2 separate regions of the Mus musculus genome follow, and region 1 is linked to region 2. A link is a contact called in public Hi-C data. All regions are on one chromosome and are shown on one strand. Each heading gives the region's core, a stretch centred on a gene start, on an enhancer-like site or on the middle of the called end of the contact. The rest is flanking DNA. Distances are from core to core; before and after follow the strand shown. Region 1 has its middle 39 kb from the start of Gm46887. Region 2 holds the start of Frem1 (Fras1 related extracellular matrix protein 1).

What was found. A called contact is a pair of places that touch in the nucleus more often than the background predicts.
Region 1: a contact with region 2 is called in a Hi-C map of uterus, with 2.0 times the contacts expected there. The contact joins the enhancer-like site here to the promoter of Frem1 in region 2. A contact is called at or near these places in 3 of 39 promoter capture datasets (cranial neural crest, embryonic stem cells and maxillary cranial neural crest), 3 of 484 Hi-C or Micro-C datasets (nephron progenitors and uterus), 1 of 115 datasets of contacts at active chromatin or transcription factors (craniofacial prominence) and 1 of 9 other capture datasets (adipose tissue).

What each region holds. Positions count from the first base shown.
Region 1 is chr4:83,144,245-83,151,118 of GRCm38.p6, reverse strand. No RefSeq gene overlaps it. Among named protein-coding and RNA genes, the nearest start is that of Gm46887, 39 kb to the left of the region's middle. Within about 2 kb of position 5,243, at least 17 of the 459 cell types and tissues checked have an H3K27ac peak or open chromatin away from gene starts, as enhancers often do. A contact at or near this core is called in nephron progenitors, where this site is marked.
Region 2 is chr4:83,049,089-83,055,831 of GRCm38.p6, reverse strand. It overlaps Frem1 (Fras1 related extracellular matrix protein 1), which reads left to right and starts at 3,666. Exons shown (of 37, transcript NM_001198811.2): 1 at 3,666-3,931.

The DNA.
Region 1 (6,874 bases), core at 3,994-6,493, 94 kb before region 2:
AGAGACTGGAACATTTGCTGGATCTCGCAGCTAGAGTGAGTTGTACACCTTGCCTTGAGGTCACTTAAGACACACGACTGTGGTGCCCTGTTGTTCATTTAAGCTGCTTTGAGAAAACGGTGCAATAGATACAGATTCAGCCTCACACAAAGACAGATGGAAGATGGAAGACACAGGAAGCATGAAATAGAGAATTCAAATCTGAACCTGCTCTTGATTAAATAACTCTGGGGGAAGTGCTTTTCTTTCTTTCTTTCTTTAGTGTGACACTGATGCAGTATTAGCAACACAAAATTTATCACTAAGGCTTAGAATTGGAACATTTTGGTGTCCCACGTGAAGAACATGTGAGGGGCATGAGAGACCATGTAAGGAACCTCTGAAGCCTTAGTGTTTGGAGCAGCCCGTGTGAGGAATGGAAACCTGAACTCGTTGAGCATATAGGGACCATCCCTTGTTGGAGATATATCCCTTATTAAGGATGTGAATTTTGGACATCTCAGTGGCCAAAAGCAACAGGAACTTGGGAATTTTGCAAAAGCTCCCATCTTGTCTGCCTATAGTGGTGGAGAGGTCTCAGGAAAGGGAGACTTGGGCAACTCAGGTTAGCTGAACCTGTAAGTCCATCTCAGGAGCTGGGGAATCTATGGCCTGAGAGCTCCTCTTGATGCTAACCTTTATGTCTTTGTTTTTCTCCATCAAATCCAGTGATTCTACTTCAACCTCTATCATAAGGAAAGAACATCATTTTCTCCAAAGCATGTCTGGGCAATGCTTGCCTTTCCACTTTGTCTCTTCTGTCTGCTTTCACTGTGGGAAATTCTCTGTCTCCTGCATCTCATGTGCACACACAACAGCTATGAATGGTACTTAAAGAAGCTGGAACCAAGACATTATTAAAACATAAGTGTTCATCTCTCGGCACACCATACATGTATATAATTCTTGGAGGGCCTCCTTGTTCCTGGTCCTATCTTTATCTGACAATTCAGTAGCCCTACCACCTGCTACTATAGCAACAAGAAGGCCTCCACTAGCTCCTCCTCAGACTGTCTGGCTGGTTCATCCATAGCTAAAAAGGCTGCTTTCACCTTAAAAATATTCTGGCTTTATAATACCTTTAGATACAAAAGATGGACATGTTGCATGTTGATGGCTCACATTAGAGGCCTTTAAAGGGAAGTTTCATTACCTGAGTCTTCAGCTAAGAAAACTAAAGCTTAATTATCTGCCAGCTCTCAGTTGGTTATTAAGCAAACCAAATGGACCCTCCCAACAGGCTCACAGCCTCTGCCACAAGGGCTTTAAGTAAGAAAGTAAATAAATAAAAAGCACCCCTTATCTAACTCACTCCAGGTTTTTGTTTTGTTTTGTTTTCTTCTATTAACAGATAAAAGCCTACTAAGACCTCTGTGGGCTTTGTTAATTATCTATAGTAAGCTTTATTATCTTTATAATAAAGGGATTGCCGCTACTTTCTTTCACTGACTTATGAAAAGACAAATTCTGACTAGGCCTCTAAAAGTTTCACCTGTAAAAAGCAGACCTTGCCTTTTCTCAGAGCCAACAGACTTCCTACTGGGTAGGTAAACTCACAAATGACGTTCTGTTGTTAATGACTTAAAAATTAATTTTTGCTAATCCTCTGATCATAAGAAAAAAAGACTTGCTTTTTCAGTGACTACTCTCAGTCAAACACCTAGGTGTCATGATGTTAAGGAAAAAACATTTTAAAAAGGTTAAATGGTAAGATGGAAAGATTTTTATAAAGGATTTATGTATGAAGGTTAAAATAGATAGATATGTTCAGATGAAAAAAAAAGGTAAAAGTGTTTATACAAGTTGTAATGAATGTTTAAGCAATTGAAAATTTTTAGATAGAAAGGAAAATAATAAAGGCTTTAAAAGCTCTATGCCATTTGAGAGGGTTATAAGGTGAAAGACGATACTTAATGATCATATGATATTAATACCATATGATATTAAGACCTCGAAGTTGGAAGTTGAGCACAGTGATATTAAAATTCTATTTACATCAGCCGGGTTCTCACAAGTTACTAATCCTGGTCACAGCTCTTATCATTGGCTGCTAAAGCTTAACATAAATAAAGTTATCATAATCACAGGCTTAATACATTTAAATTTCCTTTGGCTGTTTTAAATTTGTTCATGTGTATGCCAATAATTTTTCTTGCTTGACTTTTTCTGTGGCTCAAACACATGAGTCTGCTGGAGCTGTTTGCAGTCACTTAATGGCTTCTTTCTCTACAGCAGTGATTCCCAGCCTTCTTAATGCTGTGGCCCTTTAGTACAGTTCCTCAGGTTGTGGTGACCTCCAAACCATAAAATTATTTTGTTGCTACTTTATAACTGTAATTTTGCTATTTTTATGAATTATAACGTAATATCTGATATGCAGGATATCTGAATGTGTCCCCAAGGAAGTTGAGACCCATAGATTGAGAACCACTACTCTACATGAGAACTTCAATACAGATTAAAATCGACAATGATCCTGTTGATGTATCTAAAACATCATTTCATATACTTCCAAGAATAAGCCATAGTTGAATGAAATTATTTATTACTAAAAACCAAATATATAAGCAAAAAGGGGAATAAAGGATTAATTTATACTTTATTTTAGTTTTTAAGATTTATTTATTTTATTTATTGAGTACACTGTATCTGTCTTCAGACACACCAGAAGAGGGCATCGGATTCCATTACAGTTGATTGTGAGCTGCCATGTGGTTGCTAGGAGTTGAACTCAGGACCTCTGGAAGAGTAGTCATTTCGCTAGTCTCTAACTTATACTTTAAATCTTAAAAATTATTTCCCCAAATTTTACCCTGACACCTACAGAAACACACCAGATGAAAGAGGACATTTAACCCAAACTCGTGGTTTTGTATAAATTCTCTCGAAGGCCTGGTGACTCGGTCATGTTCTTTCATATCTTGGAGCCCAGGCTCTGCATCTGTGTTTTCTCCCACAGGCTTTGTCTGGATTCCAACAGGATTTGTGAAGCCACACCGTGAACTGGCACCAGAAGGTGTCAACCTGGTAACCAAAGAGGGCACTTTCCTGAATTTCAACAACATGGAAACAGCATGCCACTTCTAACCTCACTCCATTCGCCAGCCTTGCCATTACACTGTGGTCTTTGTCTCCTGACTTTAATTCTTTGATAAACAAGTTCTTGCCTGTTAACCAGACTCATCTATGGCGTAGAGGATCTGCTTCCGAACAACTTAATTATGCCCTGGCACGTAAGTACAAAAAGATTGATGGAGACGATTATTGCAGCTACCATAGCTGCCCTGGTTGTCACTGTCACTGCAGCAATGGCCTTGACTATCCAAACTACAACAACTGTAAATTCCTATTTTCAAAATGCACACCACACAATGGTGTTTAATAATGAATGGGCCAACACTTCTAATTGGTCTTCGGATTAAATCTTAAAATGTGGCCTTTTATAGAATTAGGGATTCTGTTTGTCTGCCTCCCCATCACAGTCCTATTGTGCCTTTGCCAACACTTGAAAGGAACCATCCAGAACGAGCTGATACTGACTCAGGCTACCCCTACAGTCCACCATGCCTTGAGCAGCTCTTCAACAGTGAGCACGTCTGTTGGCAATCAGGCACATCCATGGACAGCTAGAAGTGACTTCACAACAATTAAGCATCTTTACAGTCAGCTCTCCAGGGTCCCAGCAACAAAACACGCCACCCCTAGCGGCCCAAGAAGCAACAGGGTTGCTCTTATGTCTGTCCCTTTGCACTCGTGCCATGGCCCCTGTTTCATGTCCCTTTGCGCATGCACCACGGGCCCAATAAAACCTCAGTCTCCCTGCCCTCTCTCTCTTCTTTCCTCTCTTTCCCAGAGGCTGACTCGATTTTTTCTTCCCACTAAACCTCCCACGCGAGACCTGCTGTATGATGTGATTTTGTTGGGATCCGCAGCATAGTTCTAGCAACATGTTTTTCCTTTAATAAAACAAACAAACAAAAAAAAACCAAAAAACCAGGGAGGAACTGTGGCAATGAATCATTACGAAAATATCTCTGACATTCTAAGAGATTGGGACTTTTGCTGTACTTCTAATGTTAATACCACTTGAAGTCACATAGGACTTAGGGTTATTACCCTACGCTGTATCCAGTCTGTTTGTTTAACCCACCATAAAGAGGACTATGTAATAACTGTCCTTATTTGCCTTGAAGTTCCCATGTAAATCAACTTTTATGACCTCAGATAATGCATAACTGTAATATTAAGTCATGTGCTCATCCATGTCTGTGACCCAGAACAATATGTGCGTCATGTGATAAAAGCAAGAAATACAGAGGTTGAAAGCAGTCTCCTAAAATAAATGTTCACCCATTGAAAATAGCAACTTTTGAATATTGACTGATAAAAAATGATGCTTGTAATACTGTTAACTGGGTCAGTTGGGATAAGGTGTTGCTAATCCCTTGTAAGACTCTCTCTGTTAAGAAGTTCTGTGTGACGAATCCCATTCCTTCCTCATCGGATACTTTCTAGGTTGTTCAATAAGCACAAGTGAAGCCCTTTGTTAGGGAGTCTGTGAGGCGTCTACCTCACAGGAACAGATTCATAAGACAGCCATCAAACAGGCACATATTCAGACACAAGTATCAGATACACAGAATAAAAGACAGTGGAGCATGAATGCAAACACACACACACATACACACAGAGGAATATATGTACATAGACATACAAACAAACAAAAGAGAAGTACAAAATATTTTCTCTTTATTTTCATGAGAATCCCCCTTAGCTGCTTTGAACAACTCCACTGCTGTGGAAAGTGTTGAAGTTCTTCAATGACTGACTTTGCCTATGGCCCCCTCCCATGAACTCAGCCCAGTTTCTCAGGGTATGGGGCCAGGCTCCACAATGTGCCTGTGGGCCATTGATAATAATGTCTCCACAGCATGGCCAACAAGGCGCTTCCTCTTATGTTCCCATGTTGTGCTGTTGACATTCTGTGCATGTGTTTATGGTTCACACACAGGCTTGCCTTCCAGCTGGAAAGACTCTCCTTTCATCTCCGATGTTGCTTAAAGGAAATGCTCGACTTATCTCCAAGAATGGGAGGGTGGGTGGGAGGGAGGAGTTTGTTTGCTCACATCTTCAAACACACTGTGTTTTGGGGATGCCGGCGGGACTGTTTTAATTTGCTCCTCACAAAGGCAGACTCCTGTTGCTTTTCCTGAGATCCGGAGGGAAGAGTGTTTGTCTTTAATGTCAGGCAGGGATATAGTGCAGCTGTGTTTATGGTGGGAGGCACCTGTAATTTATCCTCTAACACAACGGTTTAGAAAGATTAGCAGTGTCCCCGATCCCCCACCCCCACCCCAGTCCAGATCTGTACAGGTTCTCTTTTCCCCCTTTGCTTTAAAGGTTCAACTCCTCCAAACTATTGAAGCATCAGGAAAGTGGTTGGAAAAAATAGTATATTTACCTGGAATCCCTACAAATGCTACGTCAGAATGTGAACATATACTAAATTCAACATAAAAAGCTTGGATAAATAAGGAAACCTGAAGCTACCCTGTTGTCTAAATGCTGGCTGGCAGGGCAGGCGAGTCGTAGGTTTGTGGGATCTGGTCATGGCCTGCATATTCCTGCCCCCTTATTCTTTCATTCTCTTGGTGTTTTTCTACAGTGAATCATGCTAAAGATATTATCATGGAAAGAAAAAAAAGGCTTCTAAGGACATTAGGGTATGAGGTTAGTTAAAACCACTTGGGCTTGGGGTTGAAGTAGGAGCATAGTGTGTGGACTGGCATGGACACTCTTTCTCTTCTCTGGAGTTTAGAAATGCTGAGACAGCCGGATGGAAGAACCATTTCCTGGCATGGTGGAAGTCCTGAGTTTAATTCCAAATGCTTAGAAAACAAAGATGAAAAAGCAAAACATCACCACCACCACCGCCGCCACCACACATACCTAACTAAGCACAAGAACAAACAACAGTAACTACAAAACTAAGTTTTACTATTAAAACTAAATAAGTAGTTTTTCTTTATTTCATGGAATCTAATGGAATGCTAAGGGTTTTCTTATAATTACCAGCAGATGGATCCCTTCTCTGTCTCTTAAGAGGAAACGTCGCTTGCCGGTCCGCGGCTATGAGAAATCAGGGCCCTTTGTTATCAGTAGGAACCTTTCTCTAAAAGTTAAGTTTACATCAAAAAGTTTTCTAGCATCTTAAAAAAAAAAGTCAAGGCGTAGCACCATCTATCCATTAATGCAAAGGAGATTTGTTATGTTCTTACTGTGTGGGGACCTTGTATAAAAAAGCTGAAGACGGCAGTAAGAGCTACGTGGATACAAATATATTTAATAGAAATTTAGTGTTTTCATGGGCACACGGATGGAACTGACGACAGACATCGAGGACTGCACCACATTCCTTCATGAGATCTGGATTTTGTGTGCCTGTGAGATTTCTTCTGTAGCTCTGGAGACTTTCTAGGAAAAGCAAAAGAATCTGTTCTTACTCATTTACTTTTTCAGGCTTTTACTCACATATGCTAATTATGATAATAATGGGTTTCACTGTAGCATTTTATACATGCATGTAACTGAGTTTTCTCATATTTACCTCTGTTACCCTCTTGTCCCCTTCTGGCCCCCACTGGTTCCCTTTCTCTTCCTCCTCCTCTTCCTCCTCTTCTTCCTCTTCCTCCTTCTCTTCTTCTTCTGGACATTTCATTTATTTACATTTCAAATGTTTTTTAATCCCCTTTCTCTTCTAAGCTAGGCTCCTCTCTATTTTCCCTCCCTCCCCTCTCTTCCCCTCCCCTCCCCTCTCCTCCCCTCCCTCCCTCCC
Region 2 (6,743 bases), core at 2,417-4,916:
TTTGTTCTTTGGTTGGTGGTTCAGTCTCTGGGAATGGTCAAGGGTCCAGGTTAGTTGACTCTGCTGGTTTTCTTGTGGAGTCCCTGTCCCCTGTAGGTTTCTCAATTCTTCCGCCAACTCTGCCACAGGATTTCCTGAGCTCTGTCTAATGTTGGCTGTGGGTCTCTGCATCTGTTCTCTTCAGCTGCTGGATGGAGCCTCTCAGAGGAAAGTTCTGCTAGGCTCTTGTCTGTGAATACAGGCTGACAGAAACGAACATGGCCTGAGGCTCCAAGATAGTTGAAGGAGGAAGACAGGCTGAAATGTGTCTATATTGATTCTTTGAGGACAGCTTAGCACCACCCCCACCAACACAAATTGGCAGGGGTTGCTACTGCATTCATTTATGTCTGTCTCACACAAGTCACCTGTGTATCCAAGCAAGCAGTATCAACAATAGTTAGACTTTAACATGTTTAATGACTGTGGGACCTTAAAAATGTATCATATGTTTTATATTAATATTAGTGTAAGATCGTAAGAACAAACAAGAAAGGAAAGGCTATGACTAAATAGCGATGAGTTTGGCTATCAAGTTGACATCAGATCAGTTGCACTGTTGGGTGCTTTGTCAATTTGATGCAAGCTAGAATTGTCTGGGAAAAGGGAACTCAGTGGGAAAAAGCCTCCACCCATTGGCTTGTCTGGTTTGTAGGCAAGTCTGTGTGGCATTTCCTCCGTTAATGATTGGTGGGGAGGACCCAGCCCACTGTTGATGGTAACATGTCTGGTCAGGCGGTGTTTGGGCGATATAAGAAAGGCAGCTGAACATGAACCAAGGATAACCCTGAAGGCAGCACTCCTCCCTGGCTTCTGCTGCAGTCCCTGCCTCCCGGTTCCCATCCTGACTTTCCTTCATGGACTGACTGCAAGCTCTGAGATGAAATAAACCTTCTCCACCCCCCACCCCCAGGTTGCAATAGAATGCAAACTAGAATACCTGCACACCCTAAATTAAAATATTTTCAGCAAAAGACTCTTGTTTCATAAAGTGGCTAGTCCTAAAATTCTTTCAAGTACTGAAGTCAGGAGTCCTGGTAAGACCTGACTTGGACTTAAACATCTAGGATAATACCTCACAGTGCGGAGTGTGGCAGAGCAGAGCTGTGTCTCTGTCCCTCACCACTGATAGGCCACTCTCCTGTAAGGGACAGTTTATATATAGTCTTCTAGCCAAGGGTAGAAATAAAGTGTATTTGTTCTGACATTAAGTTAGCAGCTCCTCTTTGAGAGTAAGGAACTCTGTTTCTTTGGCTGTTTTAGTAAACATCTGGGTTTTGCATTTTAACTTGTTCAAAGAATACCAACTGATTAATATAGATGATGCTTTCTTTTCTGCAGGCCCCTATTCTTTTGTGGATGATATAAGAGAATTATTTAGATAAATAGTACTTCAGATTCCAGAATGTTTTAACCATCTCTACTGTCTGTTCTAGGCTACAGCAAGCCTGACTTGTGTAATTAGCTTTGCAAGGACTACTTTTACAGCAGGAGCCTTGATGATATATGCGATCTATGTTTGTTTTTTTACCTTAGGATACTAAAGGACTTTCCTCATGGAAATTTTAGGAAGTATTTGTGTTTCTAGGCTAATCCACAAGTCCTGTTTGGCCCCAGTGTTAGGAAAAGCACACACATACAAGCACATACAGGATAGCTACCCCTCCCCCCGCCCCCAAGTGGGTTCTGCATCTCAACCATTAGCATCTAAACCGGTCTTCATTTCTTCTGGTGGTGAGCTCTTCACAACCTGGAAACTTTCCAAGAGTAACCTGCCATGCTCCTTCTCCATCACCACGGTGGCCTGCCTTCCTGCCCTTTCCGTGAGCATACGTGTGCTACCTTGTTTCTGTGCTTGCATTTTTTCATGTTTATTATCTTGCATTTGTTTTTGTATTTATGTTTATTACAGTGTATTTGTCGTGGTATTTTGCATTGTTTTGTATTTGTTCATGTTTATTACCATGTTTTTGTATTGTATTTGTGTTTATTACCTTGTATTTGTATTTTTTTTTTGTATTGTGTTTAGGTATATTGCTTTGATTTTGTTTTTGTCTTGTTTTTGTTTACTACTTTGTATTTGTATTTCATATTAGATTTGTTTATATTTATTACCTTGTATTTGCTTTTGCATTGTACTTGTGTCTGTTCATAGCGCTAACCTTATGGCTTTCTTCTTCTTTTTTTTTTTTTCTGAGACAGGGTTTCTCTGTGTAGCCCTGGCTGTCCTGGTACTCACTGTAGACCAGGCTGGCCTCAAACTCAGAAATTCGCCTGCCTCTGCCTCCCGAGTGCTGGGATTAAAGGCCTGTGCCTGGCTAGCGCTCATTATAAGGAGCCTGCTTACTCCTCAAGTTCTCCCCACCCACACTCACCGCACTGCAGTGGAAGCAAAGGCGTCTTGAAGGATCTCAGCGACTTCCTGCCAAGTGTGCGCTGCACCTGCGTTAAGGAAGTCTCTACAAAGCATGGTTTACAAAGCAAAAGAATTGCTAAATTTTAAAATTCTTTTCCTCTTTATTGGCCTTCCCTATCCCTCCCTTGCCCTTCTGCTCTGTAATTTCCTCCTTCTTTTCTACCCTGCTTCCCAACTTGGGAAGACTGGTAGTGTTGTCAGAACATCCATGTGGAATTGGACCGATCTATTCTGTCATAATAAACAGCGCGGTTCATGATTGCCTTGTGGATCATATATCTCATGTGCCTCGTGTCCGTTCTTTCCCATACCCTCTCTTGTCTCCCTACCCCCATCCTCAAACCACCCCTTGTGTTGAGTCTTTTGGGTTTGCATTCCCCTGCGCTTTGGGCTAAGTTTTCAACAAGTCTCCTCATGCTGTTTCCCCTAGCGAGGTCCTGCTCCAACTTCTCAAGGATGGCTGCTTGAGACTGCTTTTCCTTCTGGTAGAAATAAAATAGAGGGAAGCAGTATCTTATACAGTTGTTAAGCAACTAGCCAAAAGAATCATTATCAAGAGGGTATCTCTTGATGCAGACCTGAACTGACAGACAGATGAAATACTTCATAAATGAAGAGCTAAGTGGTTTCTATTACAAGTTAGACTCGTAGAGTCTAGATTCATTCTTGCGTCTTTTCCTTTAAAGAGTATGAGAAAAGTTCAAGAGGGCCAGCCCCCTCCCCCACCCCTTCTCAAAGCTGAGTGTGACCTCTGAATGTGAATATGGACCTTTTGGAGCTGGGGCCGCTTCCATGAAAAAAGGGCGCAAGGAAAGGTGTGTTTGCAGAGTCGGTGTGTGTACGTGTTCGTGCAGCAAGAGGCTTTGTGCACGGGTGTCAGAGTGAATCCCTGCCTCTGTGTGTGTGTGTGTGTGTGTGTGTGTGTGTGTGTGTGTGTGTGTGTGTGTGCTGCTGTCGGGAGAGACTGCCTCAGCTCAGCCAGTGTTAATACTGAGGAAGGAAGCTGGGAAGAAAGCACCCGACCTATTAACAAAGGCTCAGTTTTGTCCCCGCTGACCAACCAGCAGAAGGGATGGGAGCTGAGGCTCCCCGCCAGGGAGGTCGGGCTCCCTGCAAACAGTTGCAGGCATCCTTGCCACGCCTTCCTTAACACGCCCTTCTCTGGGGGAGTCCAGAAACTTGGCACTGGGGAAGTTAAGTTTTCAGCGCCACAGCGGCATTGGAGGAGACCTGCAAACAGTGTGTTTGGGAACTCCAATTCTCTACCTATTTGTTTGTGCGGGTTAAAGGATTTTTAGCACAAACAAAGCCTAAACTCAGCTGACTAGAACGACTGGAATTTCAGCTCTCCTCCTTGGATGGGATGTTTTAGCTTCCTCTTCCTCTGACAACTCTTTAAGGCTGTTACCAGGTTAGCATCCAGCCCTCTACTTCCAAGGGTGGCCAGCCCTTGGCTCGGAAAGAAAACCAGGAACTGTAAGTACCTGCTTCCCGCGGTTGTTGGCTCTCAGCTGTGAAGGCTCTGTTAGCAAAGTGTCCCAGAGGTGGGCAGCTGTGAGCGGCAGTGAGAGAAGGCTGCCTGGCAGCTTGCAAAACTTTAAATCTGTTAACTCAGAAGGCCGGCGCTTGCATGTTACCAAACCAAATACCAGGGATGGAATTGGCCTCCCTGCCTCCACATAACTTCTGATTCCACCCGCAGGGGCACTCATCAAGGGAATAACCGCTTTACATTTCTGTGAAAATTTCCCTGAAGTTAGAATATTTATTTTCTCTTAGCTAAAGGAAATGGCAAAAAGAGAAGAGGTAAAATTAACAGGACAGATAATATCCCGAGGGTCTAAAGATCTAGAGCATGGGTGGTCTCTGGGAACCTTTGCAGGGCCTAATTACATTCGCTGTTTTAAAGTGTGAGCCTTGGTTTGTAGCGAGGAAAGGCAAAGAGTCATTGTTCTGAGGTTCGCTTGGTGTTTAGGCTGAGCTGTGGTCCAGAGGCTTCAGTGTTGCAGTAAGTAAATAATTGGGGGGCAGTTTCCTTTCGGGTCACAGAAATCGCTCTCAAGCCATTTAGCTTTAGTTTCTGGGTTCTGTTTTGTTTTGTTTACTCTAGCATTCGGTGCTGATGAATGATGGACGTTACACAGCTTAGAGCATCTCCAGGGCTAGTTAGTGTTTGTGGGTGGGAGGGAATGTTGCTGGAGAGATTAACCTTTTCAGGGCTGCTTTGCAGACCCAAGGGGAGACCCAGCTGCTCCTCAAGCTTCGGCTCTGCAAGATCACGACCTTCCTGGATCTTCCAAAGCTTGAGAAGTTTCCTGTTAGCATCTCCGTGTGCCTGTCCACGGGATAAAAGGACTTACTCTTCATTCTGGATCCTCAAAACTTAATGAAGATAGGATCTAGGCTAGTTGGGTCATTCGTCTGCAGGAGGATCACAAGTTCAAGGCTAGCTTGGGGAACATAGATAGCAACACTTTCTTAGGAGGAGAGAGAGAGAGAGAGAGAGAGAGAGAGAGAGAGAGAGAGAGAGAGAGAGAGAGGCTGACTTCTTTGAAACTTGGTGAGAAGACAGATTTTTAACTGCTACCATCAAAGGTTTTTAGACTCAATATGGGGCCAGGAATCTCCTCTGGTCAGGTCAATCTGATATAGGTGACACAGCACTTGAGTCAGCATTCTGCATACTGTTCCCGGCAGTTAAGTTCTTGTCAGGCACTTGGTTAATATCAGACTTCATGTCCAAGTACTAAGCCTGAGCTTAAGCTGATGCTGAACAGGCCTTGGGTGCAACCTAAACTTGCGTTCTTGCCTGTCAAGCCCGGGCTTTCTAACCAGATTTCTCACCTCCTTTCCCCTTGGTCTACCTCTCCGTTGCCATGAGTGAAGTGATTTGTGTGTGGGTCATGGGATACCACATTCTTAGGTGTTGGGCTGTACAGCCTGCCTGCAGCCTCACAGCTAAGCTAGGGTGGTCTTGGAAACTTTCCTTCTGGGGGTGCTATTCACCCCCTGGGGATGCTGTGATACTGTGAGGCTGTGACGCAAGCTGGGCTGAAGGAAGCTGGGTTTCTTGGAAGAGTGCTGGAGCCTATTCCTAGAAACTGAGTTTGTCTTAGGCCAACTCTCAGTGACTGAACATGAAGTGGCATGCTGCAGCCTTCATGTGACAACATATGAAAGCCAGCATAGCCTCCAACCCTATCCCTGCATTTTATGGCATTTATTAATGTTTATGGTAGAAAGTAAGCAGGGTGTGCTTACCAAGGCCCCTTTCCTGTTCGCTCCTCATGCCAGGCATAGCGCCTGCTCTGAAGCATTCCAAAATGAACAACATAAATGGCATGGTCATTGTCCTTGTCCACACAACGTTTCCAGTCTGAGCCTTAGACTAGCCACCTGAGTGCCCCAAACCTTCCTTCCTCTGTTAATAAAAGGAGGTAGGTCCACTGAGTTTTCTCCTTTCTCTTCCACACTGGGGTCAAAAGCCAACCCTACTTACAAGCTGTACACCCACCGCCAAGTCTGGATATTGTTCTAACATTAATTGACTCTGACTTCTAGATGAAGGCATGAAGTATGAAATCAGTTTGTGGGGTAGGCATGAAGATTTATTTCAGCACTTTTCTTTAAAAATCTTAAAGTTTTTATTTAAAGTTGCATCTAAATTTTATTTAAATTGTATCTCCTAAATTTTACTCTCACAAAGACCAAGGTCACTCGTGTGTATTGAGTTAGACAAATGCCACCATATCAGAGCACACATCCACTCCCTTCCAGGGGATCAAGTATCTCCCTAGAAAGGCTGTCTTTCTGAGCCAGGTCACGCAGGAGGGCACTCTCTTATCTTGTCTGAATCTGATGTAGCTCCCTCTTTCCAGAGCTGGGTGGTCTGAACAGGGCTTGTGACTTCCATGGCACACAGCTTGCAACCTGACCCTTCCATTCGAGTGACTCCATGGCTTTTGTGCAACTTGGTGAGAGACTCAAACAGAGGCCTTTGAGGTGCTGGTATGTGTGTGTGTGTGTGTGTGTGTGTGTGTGTGTGTGTGTGTATGTGTGTGTGTGTGTGTGTGTGTGTGTGTGTGTGTGTGTGTGTAGGCGACTAAAAGCAAACAAAACCCTCAGTCCCAGATGGAATCTCGGTTGTCTATATTTTGTCTGTGATGTGCCTCCTTTTACCTCTGCAACTGCAGCACTATTTCAAAGGGCTTTAAGACCTGCCCATCAAGATAGGAGAGAGCTGGGCACTAGACTACTGACTTCAGGCTGAGGACTGGGATTTTGCAAA